2 separate regions of the Capsicum annuum genome follow, and region 2 is linked to region 1. Evidence: chromatin contacts called from public Hi-C data. All regions are on one chromosome and are shown on one strand. Each heading gives the region's core, a stretch centred on a gene start, on an enhancer-like site or on the middle of the called end of the contact. The rest is flanking DNA. Distances are from core to core; before and after follow the strand shown. Region 1 has its middle 160 kb from the start of LOC107877913. Region 2 holds the start of LOC107877913.

Region 1 (7,410 bases), core at 2,352-4,851:
CTTTAGGTAGTTTTCATCTCTCTTAGGCTGATTCTCTATCAGAATGTACTGAAAATAAATAAATATTCCAAATAATATTCCTAAACTAAGTCCGATAAGATATAGACCTAAGTTACATCCCCAACAGAGTCGCCACGATATCACGCCTTGTTTTGAACAGATCAAAACAGTACACAACATATGATCGTTAAGACTTTATCTGATTTTTAAAAAAAAAATATTTTCAAGAGTCACCACATAAATTTTAGAAAAAAAATAGAAAAATTATCTTTATGACTTAAAAATCTGTTTTTGGTCTTTTAAAAACATTTGAGATTCAGAGTAAGGGTTTTGCTTGCTCAAAAAAAAAGGTTAAGAACCCATCAGAGCCTATCCGAAGATAGTTCTTCAACTTAGTTTTAAATAAAATATTTGAAAAAATATTTACAAAAAAAAGTGATAGCTACAAAGAATTTATTAGATCTAAACTAAAAGAACGCACACAAGATATATAAATATATGCTTATGATATATGAAAACATGTTATATAGTTTATTACAAAATATATATGCATGTTTCAAAAAAAATATAAAAACGAAGAGTAAAGTTGACATTAGTATTTTTGTTATAATATGTATGTTATATAAAATTTAAAGGCTTATAGTTTTACATGAATGTAAAGAAGGTTAATGTAACTTTTAAAAGCATCTGAAACTTTATTTATTATAAACATTAATAAGTATGTCTAAAAAAATATGAAAAATTATTTAGTTTTCAAGAGTAAAAGTATTCAAATGCATTTGTTGCAAAGTACAGATATATAAAAATGTCAAATCGCATTAACATATTAATTCTTGAGTAAAACTAGACTTGAGTATATTTAAAATATAAGAAATAATGCTAGTGTTTATTTATTTGTAAAATTTTTAGTAGTAGTTAAAAGTAAATGTAATAGTAGAAATACTCATACACAAATATGATATTGAAATAAAGTGTAAATAATAATAATAATAATAATAATAATAATAATAATAATAATAATAATAATAATAATAATAAATAGTGACAAAATATCTCTTATACTGTAGAGTATATATGTATACACCTTGAGTGTCCTTTGAGTCTTAAAGTTGAAAAATTGAAACTATTATTGAGAAAATGAATAAAAATAAAGTGAAAACGTTGAAATTATTTATTGAAATAAGCCGAAGTTGGTGGATAGGCCTTCCTTTCTGAAAAAAAAAAAAATTGAATTTTATTCCATGCTCTCTCGCAATAATATTGAACTCTCATTTTTTTTTGGTTTTTAGGAAAAATATTCAGGTCACGACATTCATTTTATTAAAGAAAGTATTTTTAGGCCAATAAATAGTTTTTTTGAACATCAGCCGAATATCTAAGTTGCTAAGCTCATCTTTTTAAGAGAGAAATCCATTTTTATGAGTCAACTAGTCGCACGTTAATTGCGAAAGTGTGAGAACGTTTATCTACTTTATAGAAAATTCGCAAATAATCAAGCACTATAAACACAAATAACAAAAATATGAAATCCAAATAACTAATAATAATTAAATACTATTTCAAAGGACTAGCAACAGAACGTGAATAATTAAAAAAGAGAATAGATACTAGACTCCTAACGGAGTTGAGTTTCTAATCTACGGTACTTAGAAGCTCCGCGATTCTAGTGGCGGTTGATCCGATGTTTGAATCAAAATGGAGTTTCGATTGAAACTCAAACTTCCGAATTTACATGTAAAATAAGAAAAATAAGGATTAGAAAACTAATTAACTAAAAATGCATAAAAATGTAAAGATTAAGAGAGACGTATGATTCAAAAGACATGCTTTTTTAAAGCAAGATGGGTATTCCAAAAGAGGAGAACGAAATGTCTATTCACTCTAAATTGTTTACATACTTTAACGGGGAAAGCTTAGGAAATATGATTAACATAAGCAATTGTCAAGACACCCACAGTGATAAAACATTTGAGCCTATTCATCTTAGATAGGCCATTTAAAAAAAGAAAAAAAAATTAGCAATAGACACGTTGAAGTCCCTCTTTTTTTTTCCGTCTAAACTCAAATTCAAGAAAATATAAACACACTTTCCATAAAGGTAAAAGAATATTCACCTTATGATGCAAATATAAATTCGAAGCCAAAGACGCAAAATCTCCATGAATCTTCTTTTTATTTTTTAAGAGAAGTCAACTATACACACTTTGGCAAAATTCAACATAGATCCACTAACTTTTCATGACCAGAGAGATTATGAAAATCATGTCTCAAACTCGGAACGAAAATGTGAACAAGAACTATTTGAAATCGAGGCACTAAACCAAAACACAACCCAAACCAAGCCCAAAACTAAATATACCATTTTCAATTTATCCAACAATAGGGAATACTTAGCAACATACTCGTAAAGGTGTAAAGAAAACACATGACAGCTATTGAACAAATGAAGATAAAAAAAACAACGTCAACATACATTTAAACGGAAATAAATTACATGTACACAAATCTATACATGAATAGACAAAATGAAACAAGGGAGACAAAGGCCGAGTAAGAAGAGATTTTCACATATCTTGCAGAATTTGACCACAAAATAATTGTGAAAATGGGAATTTGGGACGAAATCAAGTCTATAAATTCAAAATGGGGATAACAATATCAATATAAACTTGAATCCTATATAAGTACTATGTTCATGTATTTAAAGGCCCATATATTCATGAAACAGATTTTCAGACCCAAGATAACTTCACCAAAATCAGAATTATATTCTATCACGAAAACAACAACAAAATCTAGGATTAGAACAAAATCACATACTCCCATCCAAAAATGAGATGAAAGAAGAGAATGAAAGTGAAATGAAAGGGACGAATTTGTATCTTTTGTTGGGCAGCGATTGAGCCCGTCGAGTGTCCAGTTCTACACTAGCGATTTTGACTTCGATATAAACTCCAAGGGCTTCGAGAAGAACCGGAAAAGAAAATGAATTAAAGAAAGAAATAAAGAGCAAGTGAGGAAGCTATTGAAATGTTCTAGTGTTTGCTTTTGTCTATATATTTCTCTCAAAGGGATTCCAAAGCTTCCCTTTTATAGCTGAAAGAAGGTTCAAACGGCTCTGATGGAAGCTTCAAAAGTGAAAAATTTGAATTCTTGGGAAACTACTTTTTTGAGAAATAATGATGAAATTAGAGAAAGAAAAATGGATGGCTTACTTTTTCAAGCCGATTTGAAGGGGAGACGAGACAACTCGAAGGTAAAGCGTTCGGATCCATCGAATTAAACCCAAATCCGAGCGTCCTTCGAATTCTTTACTTCCCCATGAACATTAGTGGGGGAGGGATGATTTGAGAAAAAGAGACGGGTGAGGTGACAGTGGGCGGCTTGATTGATGGAGAAGTGAAAAAGTAATGGGGAGAGGTGGAAACTCAAAGGAAAATATCAATTTCCGGTGGTTCATAGGCTGCCATCGTTGGCAGAGAGAAAAGAGGAAAGAATGACGTTGAATGTTGTTGTTTTGGCGATGGAAGAGGTCCAGTTTGGTTGGGTTTTGACGATGAAAAGTTGAGGAAGGAGGATTAGGGGGCTGGTTCAGTCAGGTTAAAGTTGTCTTGGGCCGGGTTAGGTTATTTTAGGTCGGGCTGATAAGGTAGTTTTAGGTGTGTGAATCTCAAAAATAAATTTAAATTGGGATTATTTTCAAATTTTACCCCAAATATAAAAAAAAAATTAAAATAATATTTATCTATTAACTAGTATTTTTTTAATTAAATTACTCCAAATCAATAGAGTAACTACATAAATAATTAACATAATAGACAACAACTTTATATTTATATCTTTTAATATTTATTTTTTTCCCGTTTTAATTTTACTTTGAGTTTTATTTTTTCTTTTATCTTTTTATTTTTAATTTTTCTTAACCCTTATTTTTTTTCCCTTTTTTCCTCTCAACTTCTTTTGTTTCTTTTTATTATTTTGATTTTTTAATTTTCCTTTCCTCTTTTTTTTTTTCTTCTATTTAGTTTTTTCTCAATCCTTACTTTTTTTCTTTACACCTCTCAACATCTACTTTTATAAAAGATCTTTTTTATTTTTTTTAATTTTTATTTTTTATTTTTTTATTAATTTTTCTCGACCTTTATTTTTATTTAATCTTTTTTTTTTTTTAATTTTTATCAACCTTTATTTTCTTACTATTCTCTCTTAGCTTCTACATTTTCTTTGATTTTTAATTTTTTTAATATTTTCCTTTATTTTTTTTCCACAATTTTTATTCTTTTCGTTCTGTTCTTCGATTTCTTCCATTCAAGTTACATCTCATGAGAAAGAGTTGACACTATCACATTATAAAGGCAAGACTTATGACTTTCGAACAGCAAGTTACGTTTAATGGGTAAGAGTTGACACTACTACATTATAGAGGCAAAACTTGTGACTTTCAAACAACAAGTTATGTTTCATGGGGAAAAGTTAATACTACCACATTGTATTTTGATTTATGAGATATTTTATTACTCTTACCTTGGAGGTAAGACTTAGTTTAGGGACTTTCAAACAATAAATTATATCCTAGGACACAAGTTGACTCTATCACGTTATGTTTTCATTTATGAGATATTCTACAACTATTGTCTTTGAGGCAAGACTTAGCTCAAAGACTTTCAAACAACAAATTATATCCCACGGGCAAGAGTTGACTCTACCACGTTATGTTTTTATTTATAAGATGTTCTACGACTATTGTCCTAGAGACAAGACTTAGCCCAAGGACTTTCAAACAACAAATTATGCTCCATGGGCAAGAGTTAACTCTACCATGTTATGTTTTCATTTATGTGATGTTCTATAATTATTGCCTTTGAGGCAAGACTTAGCTCAAGGACTTTCAAACAATAAATTATGCCCCACGGGCAAGAGTTAACTCTACCACGTTATATTTTTATTTATGAGATATTCTACAACTATTGCCTTAGAGGCAAAACTTAGCCCAAGGACCTTCAAACAACAAATTATACCCCATGCACAAGAGTTGACTCTACCGCATTATGCTTTCATTTATGAGATATTCTACAACTATTGCCTTAGAGGCAAGACTTAGCTCAAGGACTTTCAAACTACAAATTATGCCCCACGGGCAAGAGTTAACTCTACCACGTTATGTTTTCATTTATGAAATGTTCTACAACTATTGTCTTAGAAGCAAAACTTGGCTCAACGACTTTCAAACTACAAATTATGCCCCACGGGCAAGAGTTGATTTTACCATGCTATGTTTTCATTTATGAAATATTCTACAATTATTGTCTTAGTGACAAGACTTAGCTCAAGTCCACAACAAATTATACCCCACGGACAAGAGTTGACTTTACCACATTATGTTTTTATTTATGAGATATTTTACAACTATTTTTATAGAGGCAACACTTAGCTCAAGGACTTTCAAACAACAAATTATGCCCCAGGGACAAGAGTTAACTCTACTACGTTATGTTTTCATTTAGGAGATGTTCTACAACTATTGTCCTAGAGGCAAGACTTAGCTCAAGGACTTTCAAACTACAAATTATGCCCTACGGACAAGAGTTATCTTTGCTACGTTATGTTTTCATTTATGAGATGTTCTACAACTATTGTCTTAGAGGCAAGACTTATCCCAAGGACTTTCAAACAACAAATTATACTCCACGGAAAAGAGTTGACTCTACCACGTTATGTTTTCATGTATGAGATATTCTACAACTATTGCCTTAGAGGCAAAACTTAGTTCAAGGACTTTCAAACAATAAATTATGCCCCACGGGAAAGAGTTAACTCTACCACGTTATATTTTTATTTATGAGATGTTCTACAACTATTGCCTTAGATGTAAGACTTAGCTCAAGGACTTTCTAATAATAAATTATACCCCACGGGTAAGAGTTGACTCTACCACATTATGTTTTTATTTAGGAGATGTCCTATAACTATTGCCTTAGAGGCAAGACTTAGCTTAAGGACTTTCAAACTACAAATGATGCCCCACGGGCAAGAGTTAAATCTACCACGTTATGTTTTCATTTATGAAATGTTCTACAACTATTGCCTTAGAGGCAAGACTTGGCTCAAGGACTTTCAAACTACAAATTATGCCCCACGAACAAGAGTTGACTTTACCACATTATGTTTTCATTTATGAGATGTTCTACAACTATTGCCTTAGAGGCAAGGCTTAGCTCAAGGACTTTCAAACAATAAATTATACCCCACGGCCAAGAAATTGACTTTACCGCGTTATGTTGTTATGCCCTTAATTTGCTTTGATGTACAAAAAAAAGAAGATCCCTTTACGGATATCTATTTTTTTATTTACTAGCAAAATAAAATAGAAGTTGAGAAAAAAGAAAAAAACAATCAAACAAAATAGATAAATAAAAAAAAGATTTAGAAAAAAAAAAGGCAAGACAAAAATAAAAATTAAGAAAAAAGCAAAGAATTTGAAAAATTGAAGAAAAATAAAAATCAAAGGAAAAAATAAAAATAAAGTTTGAGATAAATGAGGGGAAAAAGAGAAATGATGAAAATAAAAAAAAAAAGAAAAATAAAGGTTGAGACAAATGATATAAAAAAAAAAATGAAGAAATAGATAATGTTTGAGAAAAAAGAAAAAAGATAAAAAATAAAGGTTGAGGCAATTGAATTAAAACATGAAAATAAAATTTAAGAAAAAAGTAAAAATAAGAAAAATAAAAATAGAATTTGAGAGACAAATGAATATAAAAAGTTAAAAAATATTTGAGGTGTAGAGGACAAAATTGTACTTGTACTATATTAAAAAGGGAAATAGATAATGCTTGAGAAAAAGAAAAAAGAGAAAAAAATAAAAGTTGAGAAAAATAAATTAAAACATGAAAATATTAAAGGAAAAAATAAAAAAAAGTGAAAATAATCAAAAATAGAACATGAGAGACAAATGAGTATGAAAATTTTAAAAATATTTGAGGTGTAGAGATGATATTTGAGAAAAATCAGAAAAAAAAAAGAGAAATAATTAAAAAAAAATAAAGGTTAAAGAAAATGAATTAAAGAAGGAAAAAAAAATGAAGAAATAGATAATGCTTGAGAAAAAAAAAGGGAAAAAAATAAAGGTTGAGACAAATAAATTAAACACATTAAAATAAAATTAAAGAAAAAAATAAAAAAGTGAAAATAATAAAATATAGAATTTAAGAGAAAAATGAGTATGAAAAGTTTAAAAATATATTTGAGGTGTAGAGGGGCAAAATTGTACTTGTACAATACCTAAAGAGGAAGGAAGGCTAATTTTCAAAGACTTTTCTTTTTAGGGTCAAAAATCTAAAGTCACCCACATTTGGGTCTATGACATATAATTTCCTGGTTTTAGGCTGAAATAAATTAGTTATAGGTCCA
Region 2 (7,410 bases), core at 3,464-5,963, 160 kb before region 1:
TTCGGAAAAAATATCCTTGCACCTGCACAAAGCCTACAGTTGTTCCACTATGAATATCTAATTGTCAAATAAAATATTAAGCCACTTCTTTTGTTTGAGAGAGTATTTTAATCAGCTTCTTTTTGGAAATAAGCTGGGGGACTATCGGAAACAGCCTCTCTACCTCATCGGAGGTAGTGGTATGGACTGCGTACATCTTACCCTCCCCAGACCCCACTATGTGGGAGTGGGAATACACTGGGTTTGTTGTTGTTGTTTCTTTTTGGAAATAAACTTTCCAACAGTTTGGTTTTCCTTTCAGGAATTTGATTGCAATTATCTAAGTTGCTTGGACTCTCCAAAAATGTTGCAATACCCGTGTCGGATCCTTCAAAATTACACTCTTTTTGAAGGATCCGACACGCACCCGTCGACATTCTTGAAGAGTCCGAGCAACAGAGGCAATTATCACTTCAGAGGTCATTATAAAAAGGAAGCATCACTACCTGACCCAGAAGTATTTCGTTTAACTCACTCATTGATGGAGTTCTCTCAACAGCATGAACCTGTAACAAGATGCACCATTTTTGAGCTATCAGAAAAGATCCATCGCAAGTATAGCTGAATAAATAATGTAGAGATGTTGTTGTGAATGCATGGAACTCAATTAATTATCAAATTATATTTTAAGTAGCTTTCTTTATTATTCTAGAATAGGATTTAAGTGTAATGATGTAACATGACTCCTATTCAAAGGGGTTTTTGAAGAATAAATCAAGAGATTGGAGTTCTCTCTTTCATTGAACTCTAAGGTTTCAGCCTCCCTTTGATGAGCTGAAGAGATCAGAGTTCTCTCTTCAATTGAACTCTAAGGTTTCAGCCTCTCTTTAACGAGCTGAATTTAACTACAAATAGGTCAATCTAGGAATTCAAACAAACGCAAAGGAAAGTCGAAATCAATTGATTCAAACTTTTCTGTTCATCGTCCTGTGACTCGATCCTGCCCTAAAGATCCTAACAATTTGGTACCAAAGCCTAACACAATAGGCGATGAGATCAATTTCAGATTTCCGAAAGAGCGTGCGACTACAGAAACCCTAATGGACTCTAAAATTGCAGCAATGGAACAACGCCTCTATGAATGAATTGTCCAAGTCATCCAAAAACAACTGTCTAGCTTGGAAAGTGGCTTCACAAAACCAGCAATCCACAGACTTGAGTCAAGTAACGCCCCAACAATTGGCAAATCAACAATTTCTTCTACCAAAGGCAATACATCGCCTATTCAACTAGCCGATCAGAAGCAACCAACAAGTGGTAATTCCCATTCAACCATACCAAGACATGCAAAGACGGATTTTACTACTTATAACAACAACAACGATCCATTAATTTGGGCAGATCATTGTGAACAAATTTTTGGAATGGTTGAGTTTCCCCTGTTGGGAGAAGCACAATAATGGAATTATTAGCATATGGGCAAATTAGTCATGCCCCGGCAAACTGATAAAATTGAAAGTTATCAAAGTCAGTTTCAAAATAAGTTAGCTAGGGATGGAATTGGATGATTCCATTGACACTATTCCAGACGTTCAGGATGACTGCCATGAAATTCAAGCTTGAGGACAAGCTCTTTCAACATGAGGAGAGTAATGTTATGGATGCGTGAAACTCAATTAATTATCAAATTATATTTTAAGTAGCTTTCTTTATTATTCTAGAATAGGATTTAAGTGTCATAGTTTCATAAGGAATAGGGTTAGGGTTTTATGTTTCCTACTTTCATAAGGATTAGACTTCATAGAATAGGGCTTTATGTTTTCTACGTTCATAGGGATTAGACTATTGATGATGTAACATGACTGCTATTTAAAAAGTTTTTGAAGAATAAATCTATAAGTCAAATTTCAGCAAAAAGCAAGAGATTGGAGCTCTCTCTTCCATTGAACTCTAAGGTTTCAGCCTTCCTTTAATGAGCTGAAGAAATCGAAGTTCTCTCTTCCATTGAACTCTTAAGGTTTTAACCTCCCTTTAACGAGTTGAATTTATTTACAAAATAGGTCGATCTAGGAATTCAAACAAAGGCAAAGGAAAGTCTAAATCAATTGATTCAGTGGCCTAAAATACATTCCAAATTCAAGCTATAATCAATTGTATCTTTTTCCCCTTTGATACAGAAGGAAGAATGCCTCATTTAGTTGCTTGTAATTTAAATCAACTAGTCTTTTTCTTTATGTTTCTTTTTCTTACCTAAGGTAGGATTAGGTAAATGTAAATTGTGAGATGAGTGATCCATCACCTATAATATGTTGTATGCTTCAACTGAAAGTTATTGCTTTCTACATATAAATTTTTACAGAAGTTCACCAAGTGCAGTCACATTTGAAGCTTATTAATTGCTTTCTACATCTAAATTTTTACAGAAGTTCACCAAGTGCAATCACATTTGAAGCTTGAAATACTTCAAGATAACTCGCTCCTATATCTCAACATTACAAAGGAAACTACCTAAAACTCCTTTATCAAAGACAAAAAAAAAAACTCCACAACACCATCAGATATACATCTCAAATAAAGGGGTAAAACAGGCTGATAGGGATAAACCAACCACTACTCCTGCTGGAAAGCAGAATGAGAGAAGATCCTTGTGTTTCAGTGGCAGTTGCTTCTCTGGAGGGTAAACAAACAAGATCTGAAATCCAAAGAAGAAACAACATCTTAACTGTTACCTTCTCAAGAAAAAAAAAAACATCTTATAGTCCATTACAATGATACAATTCTAACTCCATGCAAATTAAACCCTACAAGAATCAACACCTGAGGCTCAAGGTTAGGTTCCACGCGTGATTGACTTTGACCACCAAGTGCGCTTCTAAATCTCCCTGGACCATCTAGCTTTCTTGAAAAATAAAGCCTTTGAAGTGCTTGAATATCACAGTTAGGATGGAGTCCAACAACCACCATGCTCTCAAAAAGCCTTGATGGCTCCTTCCAAACTCTATGATCCTACAAGCTTACATAATATAATTACCCCTCATAGTATAAATTGAAAACTACATTTAACCATCAAATCTAGGTGTTTCTTTTTTTTTTTTTTCTTTGGGGGGGGTGATAATGTCTTGTCATTCACCATCATAAAAACTTCAAGCTGGAATTAGTAATTAATTTGGAAAAATTAGATCTTGAGGGGAGCTTTAAATGGATAATTAAATTTCCTGCATTTTAGCATACAGCAGAAAGCTCCAGGGTTAGGCATATAGCATACCAGGGATTGCAACTGAAACCTAGCCCATTGACGCTTTTGGCTAGTTAGTATTTCCGGGTTGTAGGGTCCACTTTTAACTTCAGGGGGACTGGATAAGCCTTTCATTAATCTAGTTACTTGACGCTGAAATTTCTGAAGCTGACTACCACTATCATCTTTAGATGAATATACCACAGAAGGTCGTGGCGATCTAACGGCAGCTGCAGCAGCAGCAACAGCTCTTGCAACATCTTCCGTTGTTTGAAAAAAGGATGCACCCCAACCAGGGCTACCTGACTCTTCAATTTTCTCCATCTGCTCTCTTCTACAAAGAAAAAGCAAAATTAAACTCAGAGGAAGTGATTGCAATAATAAAAACTAAAGAATGCACACTTTTTGGTGCAGATTGCATGTTAAAGCACACCACATCGAAAACCAACTGAAGTAGAAAGCCAACCAGTGTAAGTTAGTCCTTACTACATTACGCATTTCAGATTTCACCAACAACAGCATCCTAACAAGGAGAACAACAGATTTTTCTTTTTTTCATTTTGAAAGAAATTCCAAGTCAATGCTAAAAAGCTACTGAAGAAGCAAACGGTTAAAAAAAAATTATTAGTATGATATCCTTTATTATTTGTCTAATTTCTTCTGATTAAGATATAGCTATGCATCATCAAAACAATGGCAAATCACTTACCAAATGTTCACACAGAATTTGCAAATACTTTATAGTAACCCAGCAGCCAGAAAGTATATTCCTTTAAGAAAAAGAAGATTTGGTTTTTTGATAACCAGACCAGCTTGTGTGCACCTAGACTAATGCTTGCCACCTCCCACCAGCATCAGGTACCAAGTAAGTCTATCTACCAAAACTAGGACACAAAAAATCTTTTTCATAGTATAGATCATAAAAATTTCCGTAAGGACTAATCACAAATTATTTTAGTCCAGTCCTTTTTCACTGTGCGCGTCATCAAGCAGAGAAAATTTCAAGTATAGCTCCATTTCTACTTCGGATCAATCAAGTATCAAATCGGTACAACAATTATAAGTACATCTAAGCTGAAAAAGGCACATAAAGTTGCCCACTTTTGTGAACTAAATCCTTAGTTAAGCTGCAAAAGATCCAACTTTTCACCGATAGACAATAAATTTCAACATCTAAAAATGAACTTGGGTTTAATCAAATCATTTAACAATCCAAATCAAACCATGAGAGAAAAAATACCAACAGAGAAAACAAAACGCAAACATCACATAGATCAAAATCAAGAAATACCCACATAAAATTATCTCAAGGAAATGAAAAATAAATAAAAAACGATAATAAAAATCTTACCTTTAAATTATTGTCAAATTGGGTAAAAAGTCAAGAGAAAGAGTGAAATGTTTTGGGGTATTTAACAGATAAAAGAAATAGAGATTTAGAGGGTGTTTGCATAGGATTAAAAAAATAAAAATTAAGAAGGTAGATGTTTGAGTTTTTTATTTTTTAGATTAAATTTTTTTTTTAGATTTAAGTAAAATATTTATTTTTTTATTGCTTGTATTTTCTTCTAATTTCAATAATAGCCTAAACTTTGTAACTGTTATTGATTTTTCTTTCTTTTTCTTTTTATTATTTTTTTTCATTTTTTTCCTCCAATTTTTTCTTTATCTTTCTCTTTTATTTTTTTTTAGAGAATCAATTATTACATAAGAAAACAATTAAAAATTTTATTATCAAATCGAGCTTGTGGTAAGTTCTTCTCTATCCGTTCATATAAAATCTTTACATGTTATTTAAATTTTAAAAATTGATTCTTTTTAATAGTTTGTTTCGTTCCTAAAAAATTTTTGTTGTTTACAAGTTGCAATATTACAATATATTACTATATTTATATAAAAAATATCTTAAAATTTTATTTTTTAATATTTAAAAATAAAAAAGTAACTTATATTTATAAATTAATCTAGCATAATCACTTTACGTTGAAAGTGTATTTAAATAGAAATTATTTTTGAAGTATTAGAATTAAAAATCATAAATAATTCACGTTGTTATATATTAACAGCTTTAAGAATATGTAAGTTATTTTGACAATAAAAAAGTGATTGACAACACTTGTTTACCAAATGCATCAACAGATTTTTTTCAATTTCAGCACTTTTATCCAAACAGTTATCTACTTAATTTAAAAGTACTTATTTTAAACTTTTAATCATTTAAGCTAAAAAATAATTTTTTTCATCCTATCCAAACGGACTCTTAAACAGATGAAAACAAGAGAGACTATTATAATTCTTGATGTTCAGATTCTGTGAAAAGGAAGAACCCCCCACCCCCACCCCCGCCAAAGAAAAAAGATGCAAGAAAGAAGTAGCATGTATATGTTTAATTTTGAAAGTTAGGAATGGAGTAGCACAAATTAATTTTATCATGTAGTGCTAAATAGCATTATATTATTTATTTATTAAAGATTTTCTGAGAAATACTAAGATTATACTTTATTGATGAAAAAATAGTGTCAGGACTAAGGAGGGAAAGGGGAGCCCTCGTATATGACAAATGACCAAAAAAATGAGCTCTGACGTTTTCTGTTTAAGCATTGTTTGTTTACCAGATATTGAAATTTAGAAATTAAATTAATTATTTTGGCCTTTTTTTTTTATTTTATTTTTTTTGAATTGTATCACTCTAACTTTATGGGATGTCCTCGATGGGAATGATTATTCTGGATTGTTTTTTTTTTGTTTTTGCTTTTTCAATTATTACTCTGAATATTTTTTTCTATTATTATTTTGGATTGCAGATAGTCATTCTTGACACATAATTATTTGACTTTAGTGATATCTAAGGCCCTATTTGGCTATGAAAATCATAATTTTTTGGAGTTGGAGTTGTGTTTGACCATAAATATAAATTAAAATTATTTTTAAAATTTTGTGAGAGAAGTATGAGTGAAAAAGGACTTGTTTTTATTTTTCTAAATATAAATTAAAATTGTATTTGAAATTTTCATGGTCAAAAGTATCTTGTTTTTTTTTTCACTAAATTGAAATAATTTTTATGGCCAACGACTATTAAATGCGTCAGAGGCGGATCTAAGATTTTAAGTTTGATTTTTATGGCCAACGGCTACTAAATGCGTCAGAGACGAATCTAAGATTTTAAGTTTGTGGGTTCCTTGAGCAAAGTAAAAATTCAAAAAATAAGGTCATTGATGGGGTTAGAAACCCACAACCGAAAGGGCAATTATATTCCAACAAGTACCTTACTTGCCACTAGATCAATAGAACACTTCATTATGAGTTCCTAACTTATAATTTTTATATATTTAATAGATTTCTTAATATAAATGTAAGATCCGCACAAAAGTTAGTGGGTTCTCGGGAACCCCCACATTAGCTTCTACATCCGCCCCTGAAATGCGTACAAGAATTTTTTTCTTTTAAGTTGTTTTTACTTTATCGCTTCAAGAGAAGTTATAATTAGTTTGTTTTTTAAGTTTGCCGGTGAGGGAGAGAGAGGAACAAAATTTTGTTTTTTTAATCTTTGTTGAAACCTAATTTTGTCCTCCCCATTTCAAATTAATTCTTGAGTTTCTCAATTAATAATTTTTAAATATGTGTTTTAAGTTATTTTGAAATAAATTCCAAGCCTACCTTTTTGAATTTGGGTAAAATTAAAATGTTTTGCGTTTAATTATGCGGGATCACGTAATTATCAAATAAAGGAAAAGATTTAAAATTTATTTTGAGTTAAAAGTTTGATTAAATAGCGAATATTCTACTTTTCTTAAGATTTATTGAAAATAAGAAACTGATGACATAATTAGTTTCTTTATTATTATTATTATCATTATTATTATTATTTTCAAAAATAATAAATGAAATAAAAAACAATAAATTTGTGTTTTATTAAATATTTATTTTGAAATTATTGAATTTGAAAAACTCATTAAATTAATTAAAAATTAATTCCATCTCAACTTTGACCAATTAATTCAATTGTAGCCATTTTATTCATATAAAATGATCATAATTTTTAATTAAACTCTCTCTCTTAAACTAAATTTACCCAACCCCATTTTTTCCCTTTAAAAAATTGGGCCGACCGGCAGCCCATAACACTCTCAACATCAGCCAAACACCACCCTCAGCCAAACAAGCCACAAACCCGGACCAAAATCCCATTTCCCTAT

The links. A called contact is a pair of places that touch in the nucleus more often than the background predicts.
Region 2: a contact with region 1 is called in a Hi-C map of placenta, with 2.6 times the contacts expected there. The contact joins the promoter of LOC107877913 here to the enhancer-like site in region 1. A contact is called at or near these places in 2 of 5 Hi-C or Micro-C datasets (leaf and placenta).

Annotation. Positions count from the first base shown.
Region 1 is chr7:54,255,557-54,262,966 of UCD10Xv1.1, reverse strand. No RefSeq gene overlaps it. Among protein-coding and RNA genes, the nearest start is that of LOC107877913, 160 kb to the left of the region's middle. Within about 2 kb of position 3,601, at least 5 of the 5 cell types and tissues checked have an H3K27ac peak or open chromatin away from gene starts, as enhancers often do. A contact at or near this core is called in leaf, where this site is marked.
Region 2 is chr7:54,418,062-54,425,471 of UCD10Xv1.1, reverse strand. It overlaps LOC107877913, which reads right to left and starts at 4,713. Exons shown (of 19, transcript XM_047393536.1): 1 at 4,566-4,713; 2 at 3,245-3,548; 3 at 2,797-2,985; 4 at 2,588-2,671; 5 at 486-545. The coding sequence starts at 3,538.